Regions from separate parts of the Mus musculus genome. Here all the other regions are linked to region 2. The links are chromatin contacts, called in public promoter capture Hi-C and targeted proximity ligation maps. All regions are on one chromosome and are shown on one strand. The core of a region is the stretch at or near the end of the contact, and the rest is flanking DNA. Distances in the headings are between cores, read along the strand shown. Region 1 has its middle 58 kb from the start of Trib1. Region 2 holds the start of Nsmce2 (NSE2/MMS21 homolog, SMC5-SMC6 complex SUMO ligase). Region 3 overlaps Mtss1 (MTSS I-BAR domain containing 1).

What was found. Promoter capture Hi-C pulls out the DNA fragments that hold promoters and counts their contacts.
Region 1: a contact with region 2 is called in a targeted proximity ligation map of microglia, with 6 times the contacts expected there. A contact is called at or near these places in 5 of 39 promoter capture datasets (the C10 cell line, liver, pre-B cells and 1 more), 1 of 484 Hi-C or Micro-C datasets (bone marrow-derived macrophages), 13 of 130 datasets of targeted methods (the NIH/3T3 cell line, the SCID.adh cell line, bone marrow-derived macrophages and 8 more) and 2 of 9 other capture datasets (adipose tissue and liver).
Region 3: a promoter capture Hi-C map of pre-B cells shows a contact between it and region 2, with 2.7 times the contacts expected there. A contact is called at or near these places in 5 of 39 promoter capture datasets (the C10 cell line, frontonasal cranial neural crest, liver and 1 more), 1 of 484 Hi-C or Micro-C datasets (B cells) and 2 of 130 datasets of targeted methods (pancreatic cancer cells and pro-B cells).

What each region holds. Positions count from the first base shown.
Region 1 is chr15:59,704,465-59,708,188 of GRCm38.p6, forward strand. No RefSeq gene overlaps it. Among named protein-coding and RNA genes, the nearest start is that of Trib1, 58 kb to the left of the region's middle.
Region 2 is chr15:59,372,080-59,376,066 of GRCm38.p6, forward strand. It overlaps Nsmce2 (NSE2/MMS21 homolog, SMC5-SMC6 complex SUMO ligase), which reads left to right and starts at 2,119. Exons shown (of 7, transcript NM_026746.3): 1 at 2,119-2,276. Washc5 (WASH complex subunit 5) reads right to left here and starts at 2,108. Exons shown (of 29, transcript NM_153548.3): 1 at 1,962-2,108.
Region 3 is chr15:59,035,377-59,039,549 of GRCm38.p6, forward strand. All of the region lies in intron 3 of Mtss1 (MTSS I-BAR domain containing 1), which reads right to left. Among named protein-coding and RNA genes, the nearest start is that of Gm41330, 43 kb to the left of the region's middle.

The DNA.
Region 1 (3,724 bases), core at 112-2,611, 330 kb after region 2:
ATGGAGGTCATAGGGGCCCTCAATGCTGGTGCTACCATTCTCTTTGCCAAGAAAGAGAGAGAGAGAGAGAGAGAGAGAGAGAGTATTTCTATTCATCTCCAGAACTTCACATCCCCACCAGACCCCACATTTGAGGGCAAACACATTATATCATCTTTCTGAACTTTGGGTGGTCTGCACTAGGATCATCTGGAAGTCTTTAGACTACGTCTATGACTGCATCCTATCCAAAGAAGTGCATACAATCTTTTGAGGATAGAGCATTCCTGTTTAAAACTATCTGCCCAAGTGATTTGAAATATGAACACCTGAGCTGAGAGACATTGGCTTAGGACTTGTCATCGAGCCAGAGAATGCTGCCTGGTACTTTTCTGGTAGGTTGCTTATGGTCTGGGATGGTTGGTGGCCCTCAGGAGGGTGACCTCTGAACAGGTGGTTGAGGTACCTGCTCTAATTGGTAAAAACCATAACCTCTGAAGTTAGGTAGCCTGGGATTGAATTCCAGTTCTGTCTTTATTGGCTAGGTGACTTTGGGTAAATTGTGAACCTCTTATAAACTTACTTTGTCTACCTATAAAGTGGGCCTTCTGATAACATTCACTTCATGGGGCTGTGAAGGGTGAATGCATTCTGCTGCAAACTCAACAGAATATCACTCAGCGCACAGAGCACTGTGGACAATGTGGGGGAGGGGTCTATGCCTTCTTAACTTCTAGACCCCAGTGTGAAGCTTTGTAACTTGGTGGAGGAGTCTTTCCCTAAAGACAAGTTCATGTCTGCTTCACTTTGTTCCATATCCCAGATTAGTGCTCTTTCCTGTAAGTCTTGTCTGCTAAGCCTGAAGGCTTTCAACCTGACTGTGAATCGTAATTCACAGAGAGAGTTATCGGTAGTACAGATTCCCAGGTCACTTCTGTCTGCTTCATCTCATTATTGCCTAACAGGCCTTGGGTGAAGCCAGGGACTGGGGATTTGACAATACTTCCCAAGTGTTATGGTTTGAACATATAGTATTCTTTATAAAGTCATGTATTTGAACACTTGGATTCCTACTGACAACCCTGTTTGGGGGAGGTTGTGGAATCTTTTGGAGGTGATGTTTCACTGGAGGAAGTGGGCTGAGAGGCAGACATTCAGTATTATAGCTTAGCCCCACTTTTGACCCCAGACCCTCTATGCCAACTGGTCCACTGAACTTGACACTATATGATCCTGCCGCCACGTAGCTGCCTACCCCCTGTATCTTCCCTGTCATGATATCCCCTTAAACTGTAAGCCAAAATAAATCACTTCTTGTCAGGTATTTGTTCAGAGCAACTAGAAGAGTAACCTGACCACATGACTTCCCCTACCACTGGCCCCAGTCCTGGAGATGGAACTAGGACTCTCTGTGTGCTTAGGGAAGCAGTTTTCTTCTGAGCCACAGCCACAGAATCTTACCCAAAATGTCTTAAAAATTCAGCCAAACACTGCAGTGGATACAAAACTCCATGGAAGCCCATAAGATTACACAGGTCCACAAGTCAGCAAAAAATCCTTTTGTCATCCAGTGAGTCTAGACTTTAGCTTTGGAAAATACAGCTAATGTATTTTCTAATGGTGGGGAGATTTCCACGGAGTCATTGCGACTCTCATGCCTTGCAATAGCTTGAAAAACAGATTTCTCAGCAACTCCTATCAGGAGCCAGAGTCTGTTTCTTGCTTCTTGAATCTTGGCTCGTAGTCCTTCACGGCTCTTTTGTCTTTACTGTTTGGACCAGCTTCCTGAGACCACTGTGGAGGCTGAGAGGCTATAGGCAGGACCAAGAGGTCCCAGCCACAGCTGAGCACTACCCACCAAGTTCATGAGTGAGACCATCTTGTTCTTCTGTTCCAGCTGACTAGCCGGCAAACACAAGCTAATGTGTTTACAAGTTGAAGCAAGGGCAGCAGGAGAGCTTATTTGATGATCAGAACTGTGAGAAATGAGCAGATCTTTGTCAGTTCAGCCAGCATGATGCAGGGTTGTTACAAGGCAATAGATGCCAGGAATGCTACCCATGCTGGGCTTGAAAGACAGCTCAGTAGACAAAGTGCTTACAGTGCGATCATGAGGACGGGAGAAGCAGGGGTAAAAAACACGAAGGAAGGGGTGGCATTATGTAACTCTAGGGTCAGGGAGTTTGGGATAGAAGGATCACTTGGGCCCACTGATTAGCTATTCTAATAGATTTGGTAAGCTCCAGGTTTAGTGAGAAACCATCCATTAAACACACACACACACACACACACACACACACACACACACACACACGCACGCACACACAAATAGTAAATAAAAAAAAGGAAAAGATTCACAATTTCCCTTCCTTTAGACTCAGAGTCCATATCAGCCAGAAAGGTAGCCAGAAGAGGGACATGCAATCTCCCAGTCCCTGGGGAGTCAGATCTGTGCCCCAGGTCAATCTAAGAGGCTGGAAAGTCCCAGGGGGCCACATTTGGCTACCGAGGCCAAGGCAATGTAAACCCCATCTGACCCCTTTGCCTTTGGAAGCCTCATTGTCCCAGGGCTCGGGGATCCGAGATTCTAACTATGCCCAGCATCTTCTATCTGCACTGTGGCAATACTCCTTCTGTGGCCTGGGGCCTTGGGAAAGCTCGGTGCAATCGTGAATGAGTTAAACGCTATCTGATCATAAGTCAGAGAGCCTGTTTTCATTTTCAAAACTCTGTGTGTCAGTGGCTCTAATGCAATGTCCAGCTATATCTTGAGCAAGTGACCGGCAGGGGACATAGGATGCTATTTACTCAAGATAGCTTCATCACGCAAAAGCAGCTTGCCTAACCCGGTTTGTAAACGAAGGTTACGAGACCACCATTGCAACAGTGATTGCTCTGGGGGATGGTCCCAGGAGGGAGCTGGTCCCTTCAGGCCAAATTTGGGGCCCTTTTCTACTTTCTGGAGCTCTGGGGACCCCTGGGTCTCTGGCAATGAGCAGAGCAAAAACAGAGTTGGGAAATCCTGATTGAGGTGCTGTGGTCTGAGTAAGAGTGGCTGCCTCCGGGCAGCAGCGGGCTTCCTGCTGCCTTGGAGGAAAGAGCCTCAGGTGTTGGCAGGATTTGGAGATGATTAGGGACTGGTGGGTGGGTCATAGGGGAGGGGTCTGGACACACGGAGAGAAGATGGTGACGAGCTTTTGAAAAGTTTGGTGTGGGTCTGCAGGGCTGGGAACAGCGGTCAGTTCTAACCCAGCAGTAAAATCATGGTGGGTGGTGTCTGTCTACCGTGCCCACTGTTAGGGATGGCCCCTGTGAGTGTTTCCTGGAACGTCAGATCGTTAGAAAGTCTTCATGGTTTCTGTTTCTCCCTTTTGCCCAGGGTCTGAGTCACTGAGACCTCAGCCACCACTTGTATTGCTGTATCTTCCACAACTACCACCACCATCAGCAATACTTTCACTGCCTTGTCTGTCACCATCATCACTATCACAAGGACCACACTCACCATCAAAACACCCCCCCCCACACCTGTCCTGTAGCCATCATCAATACCTCAATCCTACCACTGTTATCACCGATAACCCTGTCACCATCACCACCACCACCACCACCATCAGTACCACTCACAGCACCACCAACACCATCCGCAATAACACCATCACTGCTCCCACTGACATATCCTGGCTGCCATTAACAATGCCGCCACCACCACCATCGTGACCACACTTCCTCTCCTACCACCACC
Region 2 (3,987 bases), core at 869-3,368:
TTGCTATCAACAGTTAGGGAGATGATGAATAAAATAGAATACTTCTGGGGTTTCTGAGTGATGAACCTTATTAAAGTTTTATCAATGGCCACAGAACAACACCAGGATAACCAGGAGGAGTCCCAGTGAGGATCCAACACTGATGGTGTCACAGAGGCCAGAGACCAATGACTCACTGTGATGAACATTTGCAAGTGAAAATGTGTGGAGAGAGGGATATACTGTGAGACACACTACAGCTTCCACAATGAGATGTTTCTCTATGCTGTGTGTGTGTTTTGGAGGAGGGGCTGTAAGAGCAAAAGGTGAGAGGATGAGGAGATAAGTGGGACTGGGATGCATGATGTGATTTGTGATGATTCACAAATAATAAAACGTTTTGAAAAATGACAACCTCTACTTTCATATTAGCCTTCTAACACTCAACTGATAAATAATTTAATAGTGTGGCCTTAGCTGCAGACCAAGCACTGTTTTAGGATCTGAAGATACAGTAGTGCAGAACCCTGAGCTCCAGTTATCATGATGTCTATACACTACTGAGAGCAGGAGACATAAGTTAGCCAACACATACAAAGAGCACTTGCAAACACCAGTACTCTAACTCTGGGTTGAACTGAATTGTTAATGGCACGGAACAGAACCACAGATCTTAATTCCCTTCTTAATATTACTTTATAGGTTACAAAGTATGGCAGCTTTAGTTTTAGGATCTTGGCATGTAACTTTTTTTTTTTTTTTTTTTTTTTAAATAGGAAGAACCCCTTGTCAAAGGAACGTGTTTTCAAGAATGGCATCTGTTACCCAGTAAGTACAGAACAAAATATCTTTAGAAAATTAAAGTGTAGAGGACAAAAGCAGATGGATTTTTTCTTCTTTTCACAAAACCTCAGATCCCTAAAGAAAGCAGTCTCAAATCCATAACAGAGGCTGTCCCAGAAAAGTTCTGGAATAAGCTGGATCACCCCAATGTGACTCATGAATTTTTAAAATTATATTTATTTTGTGTCCATTGGTGTTTTGCCTGCATGGATGTCTGAGGGTGTTGGATCCCCTGGATCTGGAGTTATAGATAGTTGAGAGTCACCACATGGGTACTTAGAATTGAACCCGGGGCCTCAGGAAAAACAAACAGTCTTAGCCACTGGGCCCATCTCTCAAGTCCTGATTCATTAATTCTTAACATCTAAGACAACTTTCCTTCCTGACCTTTTAATACATGTTGTGGTGACCCCAACCATAAAATCATTTTCATTGATACTTAGTAACTATAATTTTGCTACTGTTAAGAATCATAATGTAAACGTTTATGGAAACAGGTTTGCTAAAGGGGTCATGAAACCCACAAGTGAGAACAGCAGACCTAAGGAAAGAGTCCCTGGCTGTGGTTAGAGATAATAAAACTCCTTCACTATCCCTCATCTATATAGAAATCAAGAGTCCAACTTTTCTTTTCTTTTTTTATGAGTCCAACTTTTAAATTTCCTATCATAGAAGAATCAGGACCCAGTAGAACTACCTGCCCCCAATACAAGGACTACAGCACCATGTCTCAGGTGAGGGAGACTAGGGTATAGAGGAACGACTTGCACAAACTCACAGTGAGCGACAGGACTTTTATTCCCCCCCCCACCCCCCCCCCCACCCCCCCGCGCGCTCTCGCCCATCATCACTCCAGTGACTACTTGATTTTCTGGAGAGTAAGTGCAAGATCAGCCACATTAGCAAGGCACCGCTCCGAGAAACTTGCAAGCTCAGCTATGGGCCAAGTAGCTGAGCATCACCCCAAAAGCTTCAAAGAAGCATGCAAGAGCGATTTCCATGAAGGCGTGGGTGAACATCAGGCGTGCAACCCCAACCCTGCAAGCCCTAGGTTTTCCCGTTGGCTCCGGGGACAGTACCGGACGTGGCCCACGGGGGAAGGAATGGACCTCGAACCCGCAGGCCCGCCTCCGACTCACCTGTCAGCCGTCCGACGCTGGCCGCGTGGACTGGGCGCCCCGGTCCCCGTCTCCCACCCCAGGGATCCCCCTAGAGTCCCGGGCCGCAGAGCGTCAGCTGCCGGGACCCGGGTTTCTGTCCTGGAGTCCCTAGCCCGTCACGTGACCAAGGGGCGGCGGCCCGGGCCCGGGCATCATGTGATCGCTCGCGGGCGCCAAGTGATGACGCAGAGCGCGCGCGGGTCGTTTCAGCCACAGAAGTGGGCTGAGGAAAGGAGTCGGGGTCTGGGCGTGCGACGTTCGGCTAGATATCACCGAGCTAGGTGGGACAGCCAGGTAAGATCCAGGAGGAACCGTGATAGGGGTCTAGCCGGCGTTGTCGCCTCCCTCTGTGCTCTGGGGACCTGGGCCTGAGCCTCTTCACCCGCAGCAACTAGACGGAGGCGGGTTATGCTCACATATGATCACAGGTTATGTGATCAAAACAAAACAAACTGTTTAGAACTGACTTTTGAAACTGAGGCATGAACAGGTAGCTCAGATGGACTCAAGGCCACAGGTGCCATTTCACTTCTGCAGGTGAAGGGATGTGGTAGCCTCGGTGTGAAAAAAGAGGGGGGAAGCGGGGCGGGAGGCAACCTTCTTGGGCACGGGCATGTTGGTGGTGACCCGGAAATGGTAGTAGTTTTTATTATTACTTTGGTAACTTAACGGATTTAGTCCTGCTCATTTCATTTTTGTGAGGCGACGTTTTATATCTTCTAATGCATGTTCCAGTTTAAGGAGATCCCAGCATGAAGGAATGGTAGAAGTCGGCAATTAGCCGTATTAAGTTATATAGTAGAGATGTGTGTTAGGAACTGAGAAGGCGTGTGGAAGAGGAGGAGCCGTGGGCGAGGGAAGGTTTCAGAGAGAAGGGTGTATGCATGCTGAAAACGGAGACACTTCAACTCTTGTCGTATGAGATCACCTTGGATTTAAAGGCGGTCGAACTTTTGGTTTGCTCTATGCCTACTGTAATGCTGTGCAGAAACGTGTTTTCCTATTTAAAACTGGCTTAACTTGACAGCAACTCTTTCATGAATATAAGGGAAGCAAAATAGTGTGCTGAGCCCAATAACTTGGTGAGACTTCAGGAAGTGCTTAACTTTGTTGTAGATTGTCTTGGAGGCTATAGGTACTGGTAACAAAAAGATCGGTGTTATTGGAAAGAGGATCCAAGAAGGGGTTGGTGTAAATCAGTGTTTCTTAACTAATGTGATGATTACGCTTTGTCTTCAGATGATTCCTTGTGGTGAGAGACTGTACTGTACTTGCTAGAATTCTATCAATTCCATAGATGCTGGTCTGTGACACCCCCCAACCCCCCTCCAGTGCCACAGTCAAAAATGCCCCCACGTGATGTTAGAAGTTCCCTGGGGGAGGTGTTAAACCTCCAAACCCTAGGTTAAACCAATCCCCAAGGAATAGTGTTAGAATGTTCAGATGTCAATAAATGAAATACTATATCTATGTAGTTTCAAAAGCATCAGAAACTGATGTCGTAGAGGCTGAGAATTCCCGAGGCCAACTTACCATCAGATTCAGTGTCTGGTGAAGGCATGCTTTCTGGCTTGTAAATGGCATGCACTTGCTGTTTTCTTGGGTGGTAGAAAAGCAAGAGAGCCCTTGGAGCACCCGTTATAAGGGACTAATAATGTTCTGGAGGGTGTAGCTAGTCACCTCGCCAAAGGCCTTATCTTCTAAAACCACCAGTTTGGACATTAGGATTTCAGTATGTAAAGTGGGGATGGGGACCCAAACATTTAGACCTTAGCAGACAGATGAGACTGGAGGAGGCGGGGAAGTGAAGAGTATGTGTTGGGGAAGGTATGGGGAGGACTAGCAGTTGTGGATTGGGGCTCTAGACAGCTCTTGGAAGAGATGGAAAGAGCTAAGAGCCCAAAGGAGTGCAAACGGAAATATTGTTCCCTGATGTCTTAGTCGTGGTTTCTATTCCTGCACAAACATCATGACCAAGAAACAAGTTGGGGAGGTTTATTTGGCT
Region 3 (4,173 bases), core at 1,180-3,679, 340 kb before region 2:
ACTCACAGGGAACTAGTCCACAATTCAAAGTTGACAATAATTTTCAATAAATAAATTTGACAACAAAAGGCAAAGAGTGAAGCTAAACTCCCGTTCAAGGATTATACATGCTGGAAGCACGCAACACACAGACCGAGCATTCTTAGTCAGAAACCAAAACCACAAAACGCTACAAAGGATAAAACTCTGATTTGTGACCTGGTGTAAGTGAAAAACTCCAGACGATGGACCTTCATCTTATGATCACAATTATACAGGCAAATGTATATACACAATACACACACACACACACACACACACACACACAGAGGAGCCCTTGGGTTCCAAACTCTGCTGAGAATCCTCAACAGTGCTGGCTTCTGGTACCCTGGAAAGAAATACAACAATGCAGGTCCCTCAGTAGCTGGCCAAACCCCAGCTGTCACCATCAGGGAGGACACACATAGGACAGCATGGCCTTCCAGTGTGAGAACATCAATACACCATATCTGGGTTGCCTTCTCTGTCAACAAAGGCTGCAGGGAACAGAACAGGGAATTCGAAACACAGGAAACCACCTTACAGACAGACAGATGATAGCCCCGTGGGCACACTCACGGCCTAGATACTGGGTCAAAGTTCCAAGCCTCTGTAACCTGCACCCAGTACATCAGCTCCTGGTGTTAACGGCAGACTGCGTGTGACCACACATGGGAATGTCAGTCCATAACGGAGACTACCATTATTCCCACCCCTTCACCAAACAAAGTGGACGCTCAAGGTTTTCTGGAGAGCCAAAAGGTGATCCAGGGCCTTGGGATTCTTGAATCTTGACCACCTGAATAGATAGATGGACACAGTAAGACAGATAGTAAGACACAGCCAGACTCTGGATTACAGCCAGCCCCAAAGTGGAAGACCACAAACACATCCGTGAATGGAAACAGAAAAAAAGAAAAGAAAAACACAAAACCTTTTTTTTTCTTTACAGAAGCCAATGATAAACTATCTGCATTCTCTTTAGCATCTTATATTTTTTAGCATGTGATGCCACAGCCATGAGAAATCATCTCTAACCCGTCTGTGTTGAGCATCAGAATGAGACAGCTGCCTGCTGGCAGGAGGAAACGTTCAATCTTGTCACTTCCAAAAGGAATTCATATTCATAATTAATGATGCTTTTGTCCATGCCAGAAGGAAAACTCACAGGCTCAACTATGCTTAAGTCAATTCTCCTCAAGCCAACTGCAATACAATTTTATAAATTATAGAGCAGAGGAAAAGAACAACATCTTGTCAGCTGTGAGGGAGACAAAAAGAGACCCAAAAAAAAAAAAAATCAGATAGATGAACAAAGCAGTCATGTTTCCAGAATGAAACTGGGCTTGAAATGTTAATTTCTGGAAAAACAGAATGCTGGACTTTCAGTCTTCACATGAAATAAACATTAACTAAAAAGTACCATTCGACAGGTTATGTGTGCCCGGCACTCCAGAGCCTCAGAGATTCATTCGGCTCTTTTTGCCCAAGTGTGCTGGACAGGAGCAGGGTGGCTGAAGAAACTGAAGATAAACCACCAAACAAGATTCCAGAGGCTGGAGAGATGGCTAAGTGGCTAAGAGCACTGCCTGCTCTTCCAGAGGACCCAGGTTCGATTCCCACTACCCACAAGGTGGCTCCCATCTGTAACTCCAGTTCCAGGGGACCCGACTGTCTCTTCTGGCCCCTACAGGCACCAGGTGACACATGTGCAAGCAAAATATCTACAGGGATAAAACTGGGATCTGTTTTAATTAAAAAAACAAAATACATGGGGTTGAAGAGATGGCTCAGCAGTTGAAAGTTCTGGACACTGGCTATTCTTCCAGAGAACCCAGGTTCAATTCCCAGCACCTACAAGGTGGCTTATGAAGTAGTCATACACATAGATCGTGTACAGGCAAAGCATCCATGTACAAAGAATAAAATAATGACAATTTAAAAAAAATAGTTTTTGGTTTCAGAGTCATTCCTATGGAGCTTTGCAAATAAAATTAGAAGACTCGCAAATAAACTCTATTGAAATATTTGAAAGAAGTTTCCCTAGTGGTTAATACTCCCAGTACACACAGTCTTCAAATGGCATCAAGAATAAATGTAAAAGCAAAACCCACTTCATTTGCTCATCGTAAAGGACAGATGGAAATACCATAGAGAAACCTGGTACTCTGTGTGCTTATTCAGAAATCGAGTTTTATTCAGCAACTAGGTTATGAACCAGGGGCAAAATGATGGATGTCTGAAGCACACACTGGGCTCCAAGTTAGGGAAACGGCAGGAAAAAGAAATGCCTGCTCGCGGTCTGAGCTTTTGTATGTAACAAAATACATGTCCCAAAACTGATCTCTTAACACCCTGAAGGGTGCCAGTCTGCGGCATGAAGCACATGCATGAAGCTGTGTAAACATTACCGCTACCAGAGCCTTCGTCATCATGCGTTCACGGATTTGTTGGAGGAAATGAAACCAGACCAGAGTAAGTACTGAGCTGTTTGCCTTAAAGTGGTGAATTTTACATTATATTAATTCACTTACATTAAAAAGAAAGAAAACGGTTGTGTTGCTATTGTTTAATGGGCAAGTCCTTGCCTTGAAATGGCTCTAGGGCCAGTGACAGAACCCAGCATATCAGGACCAGCGATGTGACAGGAAAGCCTAGGTTTCAGTGGAGCTGGCAGGAGACTGCTAGACTCTTGAGGGGGAAAGGTCCCACAGAGAAAGGAGCATCAAATGAGAACCCAGAGAGGAGTCTGAGGGTGGAAAGTCTGGAGGGAGCTGAGGCATGTGCTGACGGAGACCAGAACAACCGTACTTGAGGGAGACAAACACAACGTCCAGATCCACTCACATCACCGTGCAGGACCTGGATCTGACCACGAATACCATTAACTAGATAGTTATCCCACTTAAAATATGTAAATATTTATTTATGATAACTATAAGCTGTATATTACAAACTGTAAAGATCATAAACATAACAGCAATTTAGCCCACAGAATCGAGGGGGAATTCACAAGTGTCCAAGTCAGTCAGGGGCTGGGAGACATAAACAGGACCTGCCGTGCACACAGAAGCTGGAGAAGAGCCAGGGCAGGCAGGGCAGAATGGGATTAAAAAAAAAAGAGAGAGAAGCCAAGGGGACACCAATCTCTATAGTCAGAGCAGTTCAAGCTTGACCAGTTATGAAACTCTTTCACATTCGAGACCTTGGTTCCATGGTCACCTTGACAGGCAGGCATGGCCAACCCACCGTCATCTCATGAACAACAAAACTTAGGTGTGTCAGAATGGACTCACACCCATGGCCACCTAGTGAGGAAGGAGGAGAGGCCGGGAGCAGTCGCCAACCAGGCTATGTCAGGAAGACAGCTCCATGGCCTCAGTGGCCAAGCATTCTGTCTTAGTTTATGTTTCTATTGCTCTGCGGAAACACTGTGACCAAGGCAACTTATAAAAGGAAACATTTTAATTAAACTTGCAGTTCAAAGGGTCCATGACAACAGAACAGAGGTGTGGTGTCACCAGCAGCTGAGAGCTCACATCTTGATCCACAGTCATGAGGCAGAGAGAAGGCACTAGGAATGGCTTGAGTCTTTTGAAATCTCAAAGCCCTCCCCCAGAGTGACACAACTTCTCCAACAAGGCTCCCAATCCTTCCCAAACAGTTCCACCAACAGGGGACCAAGTATTCAAACACATGAGTCACGGGGGTCACTTTCATTTAAGCCACCCTGCATTCTTCATCCTCTGACACCACTGTCACGTCATTCAATGCTTTGCGTGTTAGAGCAAGTGGTTGTTATTAGTGTGATGTGGAATTTTGACTCTAGTGGCTTCTTGGGTGCAATATGGCCTAGCTTGTCAAATTTCTAAAATCATAACTTAGCTATGCACAACTGAAAACCCTGCTTGAAGAGCCAGCAAGGCTGCTCAGCAGGTGAAGACACCTCCCACCAAGCCTGACAATCCGAGTTCTATCCCCAGGACCCACTTGATAGAAGGAGAGAAGTGACTCCCTTAATTTGCCCTCTTACCTAAACATGCACCCTAAACATGCATGCTGTGGCATGCTCCCCGCCCCCCCCCCCGAAAAAATAATCAAATGAATAAAATGTGAAAAATAAAACCAAAAAAAAAAAAAAAAAAAAACTAAGTC